2 separate regions of the Mus musculus genome follow, and region 2 is linked to region 1. The links are chromatin contacts, called in public HiChIP or PLAC-seq maps. All regions are on one chromosome and are shown on one strand. The core of a region is the stretch at or near the end of the contact, and the rest is flanking DNA. Distances in the headings are between cores, read along the strand shown.

The links. HiChIP or PLAC-seq counts read pairs in DNA pulled down with a chosen protein or histone mark.
Region 2: a contact with region 1 is called in a FOXA1 HiChIP or PLAC-seq map of pancreatic cancer cells. The contact joins two enhancer-like sites. A contact is called at or near these places in 1 of 484 Hi-C or Micro-C datasets (myocytes) and 1 of 115 datasets of contacts at active chromatin or transcription factors (pancreatic cancer cells).

The regions. Positions count from the first base shown.
Region 1 is chr4:105,257,182-105,263,979 of GRCm38.p6, forward strand. No RefSeq gene overlaps it. Among named protein-coding and RNA genes, the nearest start is that of Gm40217, 59 kb to the right of the region's middle. Within about 2 kb of position 4,425, at least 19 of the 459 cell types and tissues checked have an H3K27ac peak or open chromatin away from gene starts, as enhancers often do. A contact at or near this core is called in pancreatic cancer cells, where this site is marked.
Region 2 is chr4:105,577,126-105,584,480 of GRCm38.p6, forward strand. It overlaps the pseudogene Gm12726. Among named protein-coding and RNA genes, the nearest start is that of Gm40217, 260 kb to the left of the region's middle. Within about 2 kb of position 4,061, at least 14 of the 459 cell types and tissues checked have an H3K27ac peak or open chromatin away from gene starts, as enhancers often do. A contact at or near this core is called in pancreatic cancer cells, where this site is marked.

The DNA of each region.
Region 1 (6,798 bases), core at 3,175-5,674:
TGTGTGTGTATATATATACACATATATTATATATGCATATATGTATGAATATGCATATATGTATATATGTATATGTGTATTTGTGTATATGTGTGTATATATATATATGTGTGTGTGTGTGTGTGTGTGTGTGTGTGTGTATACTTAGCATATCACAAAGGAATACCTACCTCTCTATTATTGATCCAATAAAAGTGGGATCCATTTCTTTTTTTTAACAATTTTTAAAAGATTTATTTATTTATTATATGTAAGTACACTGTAGTTGTCTTCAGACACACCAGAAGAGGGTGTCAGATCTCATTACAGATGGTGTGAACCACCATGTGGCTGCTGGAATTTGAACTCAGGACCTCTGGAAGAGCAGTCAGTGCTCTTAACTGCTGAGCCATCTTTCCAGCCCAGGATCCATTTCTTATTGACTTTTATATACCTAGCATCCAACACAGGTGCTCAATTAATGGCCACAGAATAAATAAATGCAATGGATAAATGTGGAATGAATATACACCGAGGTCCCAGAGAATGTAGACTCTGATGCAAAGGGCCTAGGAAGCCACATCCTGAGAGGGAAATGAGATGACGCTTTTTCTCACGTGGTTGTTTCTTGGATTCAGAGGTCACCACCTTCACTCAGGACAACTCCCCTAAGCTGTGAGCAGGAAATGCCTCAATATCAGGCCCAATGGCCCAGATTGAAGACATAATCCTTTGGCCCATGACTCACCAATAGATTCCAGAAGGCACGGTGTGGGTGGCCTTCCACTATCAATCAATGGTTGGGCGTCTCTGTTTGTGATTGGAGTGCCTTCTTGCCACCCAAGCTTATAGATCTCTCAGATGCAGCCTGTATGGAGACCTCTGGCCATCAGGCCTACACAGTTTCTAACCGCCCACCAGGAGACTCGGGAAGTATCCATAAAAACTCGCATTTATGGCTACTGACACCCCCTTGAGTATGGTCATTATGATTACTTAGCATTTATGAGACACCCTTCATGTAGCAAGGGCAAGGGGAAGGCAATTTGGCAGTCTCAACACAAACGGATGTTTCTACATAACTCCACTCAGAGGCTGATCCCTCCCACTGAGATTAGTTCATTTCAACCTCAATGCAAAGCTCATAGGCTAGGACAACCTTTCTCTCTCCTCCTGGATGTTAACCCAGGCGTCTCCAAAGGAAGCTGAATCAGAACTCAGTAGAAGAGAAACTTCCACTGACCTTTGTAAGACACATGCTTGTGTTGATTCATGCTCTGAGTGACATTGCTGAGCAAAATCCTTCATTCTTTCTGTATCACTTAGTGACGTATACACTTGACTTGATGCCAGACCTTATGTAGAGGTAAAAAAGCCAGCTTGTGCCCATAGAGCTCAGATGTGACTGGAAGGTTACATGGGACTATAAATATAATACAGATGACGTATAAGAGCCAAGTCCACTAAAGTGTGGAAGCCTAGTGAGCAAGACAGGGCAGGAAGGGTTTCCAGGAGGGTAAGCACTAGATGTCACTGAATGGATAATGGGTTTGGTGATGCTTGCGTGTGGACCTTGCAGATAGATGGACTGGCTCAGCACAGGTAGGTATGTGGAGGTGACATTGTGTGGGATATGCAGACCTGAGATCTGTAGACAGGCTTGCATCTTCCTGTTGGTAGGCAGGGGCTAGGTGACAAAGGTCCCTGCCACCTTTAGAGAAACTAGTAGCTCTCTTCTCAGAGCGCATCCCTTTGGTATGGGTGACACTGCCTGTAGGAACTGCTCCTGTCTGTTACTCATGTGGCCCAGCTTTAGTGCCACTATCTCCCCTGCTGCCTTCCATTCTTTTCCTCACTCTGGACCCCATGTCTTAAGTTTCTCCAAATTTTGGATGATACCCCAAATGACATCCCATCCATAGCTCTGTTTCAAAAGAGTAGAGACCGTATTTCCCAAATGTCTCCACCTGTTTAAGGCAGCCAGCCTCTTGCTCCTGGAACCTTTCTTATGCATTTCTTATGTTTACAAAAGGCATCTACATCTAGGCACTTACTGTGTCTTGAAACCTGAAGTCCTCCTAGGCTCTTTCCCCCATCCATCCATCCATCCATCCATCCATCCATCCATCCATCCAACATTTATTCAGTTCTTTCTGTCCCACTGGGGCTGGCTTTGGCTAATAGTGGGTAATTCAGAGATGAAGCAGTCTTAGTCCTTAAGAACCAAGTGAGAAGGATGTCACATGCTTGGGTGACTGTCACACTGGCTACCTGTGCAGCAATAGATGAGTGTGGGAGCTTGGGGAAGGGTTGGGTGAGGGAGGTCAGACAAAACTTCCTCAGAAAGATGATGGGAGCTGGTGAGGGCTGGAGTTTATGTGAGGAAGTGACTGGTCTGATGGGTGGTTGTGTATAGAGTTTAGGTATCACCCTTCAGAGCAGCTAGGGAGAGAAATGGGGGTGGGGGTGGGTAGACAGGTTAGTCAGGGTCCTGTGCTCCCTGTTAAAAAGCATGGACTGGTCCGAAGGAAATGATAACTCACAGAACAGTGGGCTGCTTAAGCAGGGGAGTTTGCAGGAAGATCATGTCCATAGATAGTAGGGAAGTGGAGAGGAGAGAGCAGGCCACAGCAACATGAAGGTCAAGGGAGAGGTGAAGAGGTGCTTTCGGTCTGGAGGTGACGCTGGGGAGATGTTCCTCAGCACAGCCATTTGCCTTTCGTTATCATCTGTGTGTGGAAATGACTGAGATAGAATGAAGGTCTAACGTTATTTTCCCTGGCTGATTGAAGAATCCCTGGGTGATTCTTATTGGCATTTACTGAGAACACAAAGTGGAAACGGTTTAGGAGATGAAGCAAGTGCCTTCTGTTTCAGATCAGTATTGTTTGCTTGTTTGCTTGTTCTTGATGCCAGGCTGGCCTTGAACTCAGTATGAAGGCAGGGATGACCTTGTACTTCTGGTCCGCCTGCCTCCATCTCCTACTTGCTGGGATCAGAGGTGTGTACCACACCTGATGTTTATGCTGTGCAGGACATTGAACTCAGGGTTTCATGCATGCTAAGTAAGCACTTTAGCATGTGAACTATACGCCCAGCCGGTATATCTGTATCGAGGTACTGTACCCCTGAAGTGATCTGTAAACATGACCGGTCTGGAGGGCACTGAGGCTGAAGATGGAACAACGGCTCATCACAAACTGTGTGCTGAGTGGCACAGAAAGCAGGGAAAACATCAGGTTATGGCCTTTCCTCACAGGAGGCCTTTGTTATCTTTGCTGACCCGCATCTGCCAACTATAGAGGGACTTCTGCTATCTGTCACTTCCCCCCTAGGAATGCTGGGATATTTGAAATATACCACAAATCCCCATGTACCCCAGAAGTGGGTGGGGCTTCCTGAACTCTGCCCACCCCACCCTCAGTCCCCTCTGCCTCCATGTGTTTCTCATTACAGGGTTGATGGAAGGGGCTGCTGGGCTTGGTAGATTTATCATCATTCTGCCTTCCTCCAGCTCAGAAAGTTTGTGGTCTTAAAGGGAAAGTGGCTTTGACAAAGAAAGTTCAGTTCTGATACGAAAATGATGTTTAAGGCTCTGTCTAAGTATTGGTTACCTTATGCTATTGCTTTGGTTTATTAATATTGTTTTCCATGACAGGTGCATTCTGCTCTGTGAGGACAGAGTAACATGGAAGGCATTTCTTTGGGGCAGATGAAATTGGAGAAATAGAGCAAGTTTGGGGACAAGGATGATGATCTGGGAGTCTGAAACCATGACTAGCCCCTCCCTTATCTGTAGAGAAGGGTAGCTCCTGTGGCTTTAGTTTTTCGGCTTACTGTCTCTGCAGCAGTGCCCCTGCTTGTCAGCAGCTTGGGCTGACCCCTCCTGTTTATGGTAGGCTGTGTGTACACAGCTTATTCAGCAGGTCCTTGACACTTGCGTATTATAGGCCTTCTAACCTAGTCATTCTCCTTTCCTCTTCCCACAGTAGGCTGCCTCCTGCCTCGTGATAAGTGCTCTATCATTCATGACTTGAAATCAGTCATGGGACATATTGGTGGAGGTTCCGGAATGTTCTGGGAGCTTTAGAGTCATAACCACGGAGACATCATTTCTGATGAATCAACTCTTGTGATACGGTATCAGCAAGGTAACAGACCATAAATAGCAGAAGGAAACAAAGATTAATGTCGCTATGTCCCTGAGGTATCTGGGTAGGAAGGAGCCAAGGAGTTCCTTGGGGAAGTAGCTGAAGCCAGGGGTGATAAGCTCATGGTGGGTGAAAGGGGAGCTCTGGTGTTGACTGCCCTGACACTAGCCCAGCCTCTGTCACTAACTAGCTGTGGGATTTGGGGCAATTCATCTTCTCTCTGTGAGTCACCTTCACCCAGCTCAAGGGATGGAGGTGATGGGACTGTGAATATGAGAATGCAGGGAGTTGCACAGAGACTGACACGTGGAAAAGCCCAGTGCATACCAATGTAGCGATTATAATAGCTCACAGATACTGCCTGCTCAAAGGGGCAAGGATTACTTTAAGTGACTTAACTCATGAGGTCAGTATGATTTAAAAACTCACTTTGAGTTAAAGAAACAATATAAAGTTTATAGCAATTACTGGTAGTGTTGACATTGCCCTGGAAGCTCACAGCTTCCACTATTTCTATATATAATTATATGCATAATTACAATAATACAATTTTAATAATACATAAATATAAATCGAGACAGAATACATAAATAAAAATGTAAAATTATTTTAACAGAAGTTATCTTAAAATTTCTAGGTACCAGGAGTCAGAACTTTATTTATTTATTTTTTTATTTTTATTTTTTTGTTTTTCGAGACAGGGTTTCTCTGTGTAGCTCTGGCTGTCCTGGAGCACACTTTGTAAACCAGACTGGCCTCGAACTCAGAAATCCACCTGCCTCCCAAGTGCTGGGATTAAAGGCCTGCGCCACCACGCCCGGCTAAGGTCAGAACTTTTATACTGAAACTGTTCAATTAACCCTTACATTTGGCTTGGGGAAAATGTATTAAGCATCTCGTGGATGTTAGGAGAAGGAAGAGGGACAGCTTATCCTTTCTCCGCATCTCACTGCCTCTAAGAAATTTACTCAAGGTCAAGTTGTACAGGTCTCAAGATATCCTGGATTCCAACCGTCAGGGTGGACTAAAACCCCGAAAAGCGTCTTCTAACGTGCATCAGGAAAGAACGTCTATGAGACCACGGATCCAAAATGAGTAACGAGTGAGATCCTCAAAGGAAGTGGTGAGGGGCAATAGGAAAAGTACTGCTGGATCTGATGGTCCGTGAAGCACAGAGGAAATCAGGGAACACGGAAGATGATAGGAGAGCCTATATTTAAAACTGGCTCAAGGTAGGGAAGGAAGCGAGCGGCTTAATTTTAGAAAGTCCCAGACACCAAGGCTCCTGGGGTAAGAAATGTGGAAACTTGGGTGAGGATTGTCCATCATTTATCACCCGCTGTTCTCCAGAGAAGGAATTGGGGTGGGCAGAGTCAGCTGGAAGACTTCCCCGGGAGAGTAGAGAATGGTGAGCTCTGAAAGCAATCGGAAATGGCGGGCCCAGGGACCTCCTTCATTACCCTCAGCCTGGATCTCCCCACATATAGGATTTGCTGACAGAGGTTTCTGTTAAAGAATAAAGGAGATAACATAAAGCCAGTCCTGTGCACGGGATGGCCTGAGCTGGCGTGTGTCTAGTGTTCACTGACTGACTCTTCAGGATGAGGGGATAAGATGTTTGTAAGAGAAAGTTCTCAGCAAGGCAGGGGGAGAAGACTTCGGCTCACTCTAGTTTCTTTAGATCTTAATAGGTTTCTCACGTCTGCGAAGCTGTCCTTTTCCTTAGGAGTGCCTGGGATACTGGGCAGATTCGGGGCATGTTTGCTAGCTGTAGGCGACTACTGTTTGTGCACTCAGACCCTGGCATCAAATACTGTGGGGGAATTATATAATGTGCTCTGAAGTGTGGCATCAGAAGTGTGGCACTGCCATCGCCCTACTCTTTAAAATTGAGATAGCCTTTGCTCTGGTTTTTCAAATAATACAAATTGGTTGAAAATAACTTTTTTTCTCTCTGTTTCTCTCTTCCCTTCTCTCTTTTCTCTTTCTTACCTTCCTTCCCTCTGCGCTCGCTCTCTCTCTCTCTCTCTCTCTCTCTCTCTCTCTCTCTCCTCTCTTTTTCTCTCTCTTTCCTTTATAAAGGTTTTCCTTTATGATAAGCCTGGCCTCAAACTGTGGATGAATCCTCCTGCCTCACACTCTCCCTAAGGCTGGGATTAAGTGTTAGCACACTTAGTGGTGATAGCTTCATTAGTTCACTATGATCTGAAGCAGAAAGTGAAAGACCGCCTTCTAATTCCACTTTCTAGACGGAACTATTCTTATGTGTCCATTATTCTAGACTTGACTCTTTACTCGTAGGGACATACCCACTACGCTCTTTAGGTAGCAGTCACAGATACGCTATGAACCCTTTCCAGGCATAAGGAGTATTGTCAGCTATGACTCAATACCCATCATCTGAATAAAGAAGTTGAAGCTTGCCCTGCCCCGCGGAGCTGCTCTGTAGGTCTCACCAGTGCATCCTTCCACCATCCTGACCAGACTCCAGTTTCACTTCTGCCGTCTCAACAACTGTGTGGTAATTGGGATTTCTTCATTAACTATGACAAACCACGAGATAGACCATGCTCTGTGAAGGAATGAGTCACTTCACATGGTTTCAGTGACCTGGGGTAGGATGGGGGGAAGCGGGGAGGGCAGTATAGGAGATTGGGGCTCCAGTATG
Region 2 (7,355 bases), core at 2,811-5,310, 320 kb after region 1:
AAGTGGGGCTCAGAGTTCAGTGAGAGAGACCTTGTCTAAAGGAAATAAGCGGAGAGGAAGAGAGGAGGACACCTCAGGTTCTCCTCTGGCCTCTATACATGCCCATGCACAGACATGCACAACCACACACACAGGGCTTCATGAGGAACACACATATGCCACATATACGTGTGCACGTGCGCACGCACACACACACACACACACACACACACACACACACACACACACACACACACAGAGAGAGAGAGAGAGAGAGAGAGAGAGAGGCAATGGTTTTATAAATAGGTATTATTTGAATGGGTTTACAATACCTAGCAATAAACAAAATACAGATATAAGTAATGATTCCATTTCTGCTTTTCCAGTGCATCTTGAGTAGCTAATAAGTGATTTCTAAATGAGCTTAGGAAGATGCCCACTTTAGGCAGGATGACTGAACTCTCAAAACTATCATGACCTTGATGTGATAAGAGACACAGCTGGCTTCTCTTTCCATAATCTTGCTTACAAAACTCATCCCTAGTTAGTACCGAGAAGAAGGAGGGGGAAGCTTATCTGGATGGTGGAAAAACTACTGGTTTCTACTCTTTTGAGTGATTTTCTCTCTCCCTCAAGACCCTTCAGTCCTTATGGCTGCTGCTGCCCTCCCCTCTCTCAGATGATGAAATGAACGACTGCATTCTCAGTGAACCCGGGGTTCCCACCGGAGCCCGGGAAGAAACCTGTCATCAAGCCCTGTGGTTTAGTGGGCTGGTTTGTCTTTGCACTGTTGGTCATCAGGGTGCGACTTGTTCCTTCTCCTGTTTAGTGAGTCATTCGGATGCCACTGCAGAAATCCGTGACCATGTTATTATTGTTTTATTCATTATGTCCCAGGAAGAACCACCGAGGCCATTTTGAACAAGACCACTGCAGATCTTTTAGGTTTCTCAGAGCCTCTGTCTACCCTCACTTATGCAGAGTGAATTTCTGCATTCCTAAGTGTAGGCTAACATTAACACATAAAGCACAGCTACCCTTTCCATTTAGTGTGGCTTAGCTGGGAGGAGCCTGACTTTGAATTCATTTTTCAATTCTTTGTGTTTTGTGCCTTTCGTCTCTACTGAGGGGATCATGCCGCAGTATTTAAGAGTGGATGTGCTGGACAAAATGGATTATGGGAGAAAGGTGTCTTCCTTTCCTCTTGGCGACAGCCATCAGGTGAGCCAAGATGAGTGCATACAAATACATCCAGGAGCTATGGAGGAAGAAGCAGTCCGACTTGATGCGCTTTCTTCTGAGGGTCCGCTGTTGGCAATACCGCCAGCTCCCTGCGCTGCACAGGGCTCCCCGCCCCACCTGGCCTGATAAAGCTCGAAGACTGGGGTAAGGCTAAGCAAGGCTATGTCATTTACAGGATTCATGTCGGCCGTGGTGGTCGTAAACGCCCAGATCCTAAGGGTGCAACTTACGGCAAGCCTGTCCACCATGGTGTTAACCAGCTGAAATTTGCCTGAAGCCTTAAGTCTGTTGCTGAGGAGAGAGCTGGGTGCCATTGTGGGGCTTTGAGAGTCCTGAATTCCTACTGGGTTGGTGAAGATTCCACATATAAAGTTTTTGAGGTTATCCTCATTGATCCGTTCCATAAAGCTATCAGAAGAAATCCTGACACCCAGTGGATCACCAAACCAGTCCACAAGCACAGAGAGAGGCATGGGCCCACATCTGTTAGCCGAAAGAGCCGTGGCCTTGGAAAGGGCCACAAGTTCCACCACACTATTGGTGGTTCCCGTCGTGCAGCCTGGAGAAGGCGCAATACTCTCCAGCTCCACCATTACCACTAATACACGTGATATTTGTAAAATTCATATCCAATAAACAATTTAGGATAGTCATTTCTGCTTAAAGGTGTTATTTGTTAAAACTAGTCTACAGATTGTCATGAGTGTTTTGTGAAACTGTAGAAGTTAAAGTGCAATAAATGAAATCGGCAGGTGATGGCATATCTTTTTTCTGATGTACTTTGCATTATCTGCTTATGAGATTAAGTGTATATAGTGTTTGTGCCAAGTGGTGTCCTGTGTGTAAGAGCCTGTAAAAGGTAAAAAGTCCTGAAACTGACCCTGGATGTGTTGGTGCACGAGATAGAATTGACGGTTTTATGATGGAATCTTCTGGTTCACTGAAGTGGCTGCTTGGGAATTTGATGAGTACAAACTTTAGAGTTGGGTTTTGCTTAGAAATGTGTTGGAAGAGAGGGTTTCAAAACCTGTTTTGTGCATAGAAAAGTGAGATCAACTATAACCCACATTTTGAGAATTGAATCCAGTGGCATTTTCAGAAGACCAGGTAAATTTGCTGGAAGAGGTTTCACTTTCTGTTGGATCTAGAGTATGGATTTGGGGATGGTGAAGGTTGAACATTGGATGTAGTAGGGCTTATTTAGGGCAGATTATTTCCATTAGATTTGTAAGCTTGGTTGTGGTTGCAAGTTAATATCAACCAAGCAAATATAATAAGTTTGATCAAGCTTGCAAACATTAAGCTTTTCTAGCAGCTGGTGTGTGCAGAGGCAGATGGCTCTCCGGTTCCAGGACTGCCTACAATATAGAGAAATTTTCTCTATTCCAGTCTACAATAGAGAAAAACCAAAAGTGGTTGGGCTTCCAGTCAATTCATCATGGGTAAGAATAGTCCATTTTGGTAGTGTTATTTCATTGTTTACAATCTACCTATGGGTAGTTGGCTGGTAACTACCTGGATGTTGACATTTCACAAAGGCCATACACAACCACACTTTTATTTCTATTTGTGCTATGCCTTGGAGTAGTTTCCCAAAGTGATTTTGAGTGTGGAAGAAATAGTATTGTCCCTGAACAGCTGGCTTGGTATCAAAATCTAACTGATGCTTTTATTAAATTGATTTTCCTTTGGAGATTTTAAAAGAATGATTTGATTTCCAGAAAATACTAGACTCAAAATCTTGAGACCTAAAATTCTTTTCTATTCAGCAAAACAAGTCATTGTATAGAGGTTGTTCAAATCAACTAAAGTAATAAATGTCTGTTAAACAAGTGGAAAAAAAAAGAATGGATGTGCTGATTGAAATGCTATTTGTGAAAATTCTTGTGAAGAAGCAGGCCTTTTGCTTATTATTTGGCAGATACTATTTAGAGATTATAATATATACTAAACTTGGGGAATATAAAGAATATTGATCATATCCTCTCATTGTGTCCCACTTTGTGAGTGCGCTGGGATAGGTAAATCTATTGTAAAGGGAAGCGTAGGGAGCGTGGGATGCCAAGCCCAGACTTGAGAGCCCATGTCGGTGTGGTGCTGCTCCTTCTGGTCTCAGAGTTGGTGGAAACTGTACCAGTGTATCGATAGCAAGCACACGTGAGTGCTCATGTGAGTGTGCGTGTGCGTGTATGCATGTGCCTGAGTGTGTGTGTGTGCTTGTGCCTGTGTGTGGGTGTTTAAAGGGCATGGGGATAAAGCATCTTGTCACTAACAATGATAAAAACATTAAAAAATAAAAATAATATTTAATAAATTAAATATCTTTAATACTAACTATTAAATATATTTTATCTATGTGCTAGGCTCAATCTCTAGTACCACCCAAAAACTAAAGAGAAATTGGTGAAAAATATATCTTTTCTTTTATAGAATTTCTGTCATCTTAGAGTTAGAAGAAAAAAAAAAGAGAAGGAAACAACTTTCATGCTAGTTTTTAAAGAGGAACTTTCTTCACTTCTAAAAGGCAAATGCAAATATTGCTTGGTTGAATGGCAAAATTCCTTTTGACTCCAAGAACCAGAAGGAGGGATCTGGAGTGCTGTGTAGGTCTCTAGAGGCTCTTAAAACAGGGAGTCTAATCTGAGCAGGAGGGCTAGAGAGTGACCAACACGGCAATATAACAGATGCATCGCTGCCTGCAGAGCCTGAAAAAAAAAAAAGTCCTTATACTCTGCAGATGCCATAGTTTTAATTGCTAAGAAACTCTATCCTGTTTTCTGTGAGTCACATAATTAATATGTGACGGCAGCATATTTGGTTGGGCAGATATGGTATTTAACCTCTGAGTACACACAGAGTCCTGTCACTGTGGAGCCAGGAACAGGAGCGGAGGGATTGCTGAACACATCTGAACCTTCCGAGCTGTGGGTTTTTCCACGGTGGAGTGGGAATGTGATCCATCACTGAATGTTTACCTTCCATGCCCACGGAATCTTAGACATTCCCATCTGGGAAGGACTTAACAGACTAGCAACTCCAATTTCTTCAGACATGCACCGGCAAGGGCAAAAGTGAGCTGGCACCTAACATGGGTGGCCAATGGGTTGAGTTACAACATTTAATCTTTAACATCGTCCTATGAGACAGATATTTTCATCACCCCCTCGATGGCAGAAATGTCAGCTAAGAGTGGAGAGGCTCAGGACCAGGCATGGCGGCACACATGACTGTAATCCTAGTACTCAGGAGGGAGGCTGGTGTAGAAAGACCACAAGTTAAAGGACAGTGTGGTTGGAATAAGAAGTTTTGGGCTAGCCATGGCTACCCTGATGATATGCTGTCTTACCCTTTCCAACCTCCTCTTGCTTAGGATCACATTCTTGCCTTTGTAAAGTCAAGAGTCAAATATAACTAGAAAAAGCTATGGGTTTGTCAAATCATAACTGTCTCCTGATTGTACATTTGAAGCCATTGGCAATGGGGGTTAGAACCTCTTTAAAAGTGATTGTTGTTTCTCTTACTTCATAGATCAGTAACCCATGGCTTAGGAAAAATTTAAAATACTCCTCTAAATGCATAAAAATACTGTAAGTTATAAGTCATTGCTACAGTGTAATGTGTATGATGAAATCAACTCATACAGAAGGCTCTTACAGTGGGCCAGGCCTGGTGCTAGCTTGGGGGCTTCATGTACATTAGTTCAATGTAATCCTAAACCCAACAAGATAGGTAATACTCTACCACCATGTTGTTAAGAAGGAAGCCAAGTTTAAACAATAGAAAGTTCAGATAATCTGTCTAGGGTCACGACACTAATGACTATATGAAATTGAGCCATTGTGTGGACTCCAGGGTCAACACTTAACCATCTGCTCTTCCATTCCAACTTCTGTCAGTCAATAAACTCTTTGTCTCCCATGATCCCCTCCTCTAGACATGCAGACATCTACACTACTGCAGAATGAAACTTCTGGTTCGTTGTTGGTTTGCTCTGTTTTGTTTTCAGTTTCATTTTTACCATGAGTGCAAGGCTAAAGAAAATTATGAGCAGGAATTGGGACTTTCAGGAAATTCTGATCCTTGATAAATTAAATAATTTATTAGCACGAATTCACGATATTCCAAACCAGACACCGCGCTAAGACTCTTGGGAGAAGAAATGTATCAGAAGATGTAGGGCGTGGTTATTGCTTTAAAATTACATCTGCCTAGTCACAGCCACAGTTGTCCTTACTACCTCACAATAAAATAAGCAGAGAGATGGAGGAGGCAAAACATCATCGTAGTTCAGTATCAAGATAACCTAACTTTGGGCCAGAAATTTGGAAAAACATCAGCTTGAAGCCTCAAGAGAATGTCTCTTCTCTTTACTTTTGAGACTATAGCTACTGCAGTGGTGGCTGAGACAGAAGCTCATGGCTGACTGCTGGCAGTGGCTAACTACATCCTTCTAGAATGCATGGAGACAGAGGACTCACAAAACCTGTCCCTCCTTCGAGCTAAAATTCTTCCAGTTCTGTGTCTCTGGTTGCAGAACCACAGCCTGAGAAAAGGAAGAGGCCACATTTCAACTTTTTAAAATTGTGTGTCTTGTGAGCTGTGATTAACCTTTAGCCAGTGGTAGCAACAATGCAAACTCACCAACACCTGAGAGCCAAAGGTCTCATGGCCAATAAACTCCCTCCCTGGTACCCAGCGTCGGCAGTGTAGTGACATGTATACATATTACAGTTCTAAATGTCTGTTCCGATAACACAAAGTTAATAGCATTTGGGATAATTTTTATTTGTACCACGTGAAGAACAATAGAACCATCCTCACTGTCATCAGGAAAAGGCCACAGCAAGCTGACAGTCTTAATTTTTAATTTAGTTTGCATTAGCAAACCCTTACAGCCACAAGGGGTCCAGAATTCAGAAACTTTGGGATTTACCATACTGTACTATAAAATACCACAGAGTCCGGGGAGACTCTATTAACAAACAGCATCAGCAGGAGCCATCTTTTCACTTATCCTTAACTCCAAAATACTAGTCCAGTCACCCTAAAGTCTTGCCATCATCACATTACCTTTTAGTTCTGTTATTGTTGTTAAGGACAGGTGTGAACATTCTTTAACTCCACTGAAGTGTTCTCCCAGCTGACTGGAGGGTGACTATGCCCAAGCCTTTTTATTCTTCCTTGTTTCTTTTGCTTCACTCCTTAGCTAGTTTAACCTAGACAGTTCCTTGATTCTATGATGTTCCTGCCAGCACCTCCAAACCCTCTTCTGTCTTCTGCTCTCAGGACCAGTTGGCCACCTTTGTACCCTGGATTAACTCCCTACCTGTTTTCTGTCCCTCTGCACCAGAGGATTTGAATGGCTCCATGGTCGGTGTGTTGACAGGGGTGGGGGTTGGGGAGGCATGGGAAACCTGCCCCCTCTCTCTTTCCACTCTTCTTTTCCTTCACCTCTCTCCTCCCTCCTTTTCTCTCTCCCTCCTTCCTCCCTTTTTCTTTTCTTCCATCCTACATCCTTCTCTCTTTCTCTCATTCCCTTCCTTTTTCCTACTCTTCCTCTTTCCTCCCTCCCTTCTTCTCTCTTGCTCTTTTCATCTATCTATCTATCTACCTATCTATCTATCTATCTATCTATCTATCTATCTATCTATCTATCTATCTATCTATCTATCTACCTATCTATCTACCATCCATCATCTCTGGCCTGTAGTCCTTGTCAAATCCAGATAAATGAGACTTTCCCCTTTGATTAAACAGAAAGGGATAGATATAAAGAAAAAACCCCAGATGTGTGGCTAGACTTCCACACCTGCTTGCCACACCTCATAATCCAACCCAGCCCAGGTTCCCAACAACTCTCACTTATCCTCTGGATTCCCCTAAGTGGACACAGTTCTCTCAATTTCTGCTGCGGTCGCCCCAGCTCAGGCTGTGCAGTACATCCTCTGCCCCGTCTTAGCCTCAATGTCATGCTGTGTCTATGTAACCTTTAAACATGTGGATCTGTACTCAGTCCTTTCATGTTTGAGTCCTCAGTAGCTCACACCCCTCCACGAGAAAGGGAGAAATCCTTCTTCACCGGATTTATAATCTCTGTGTATATAAAGCTCTCTTCTAACCATGCTCTCTCCTTT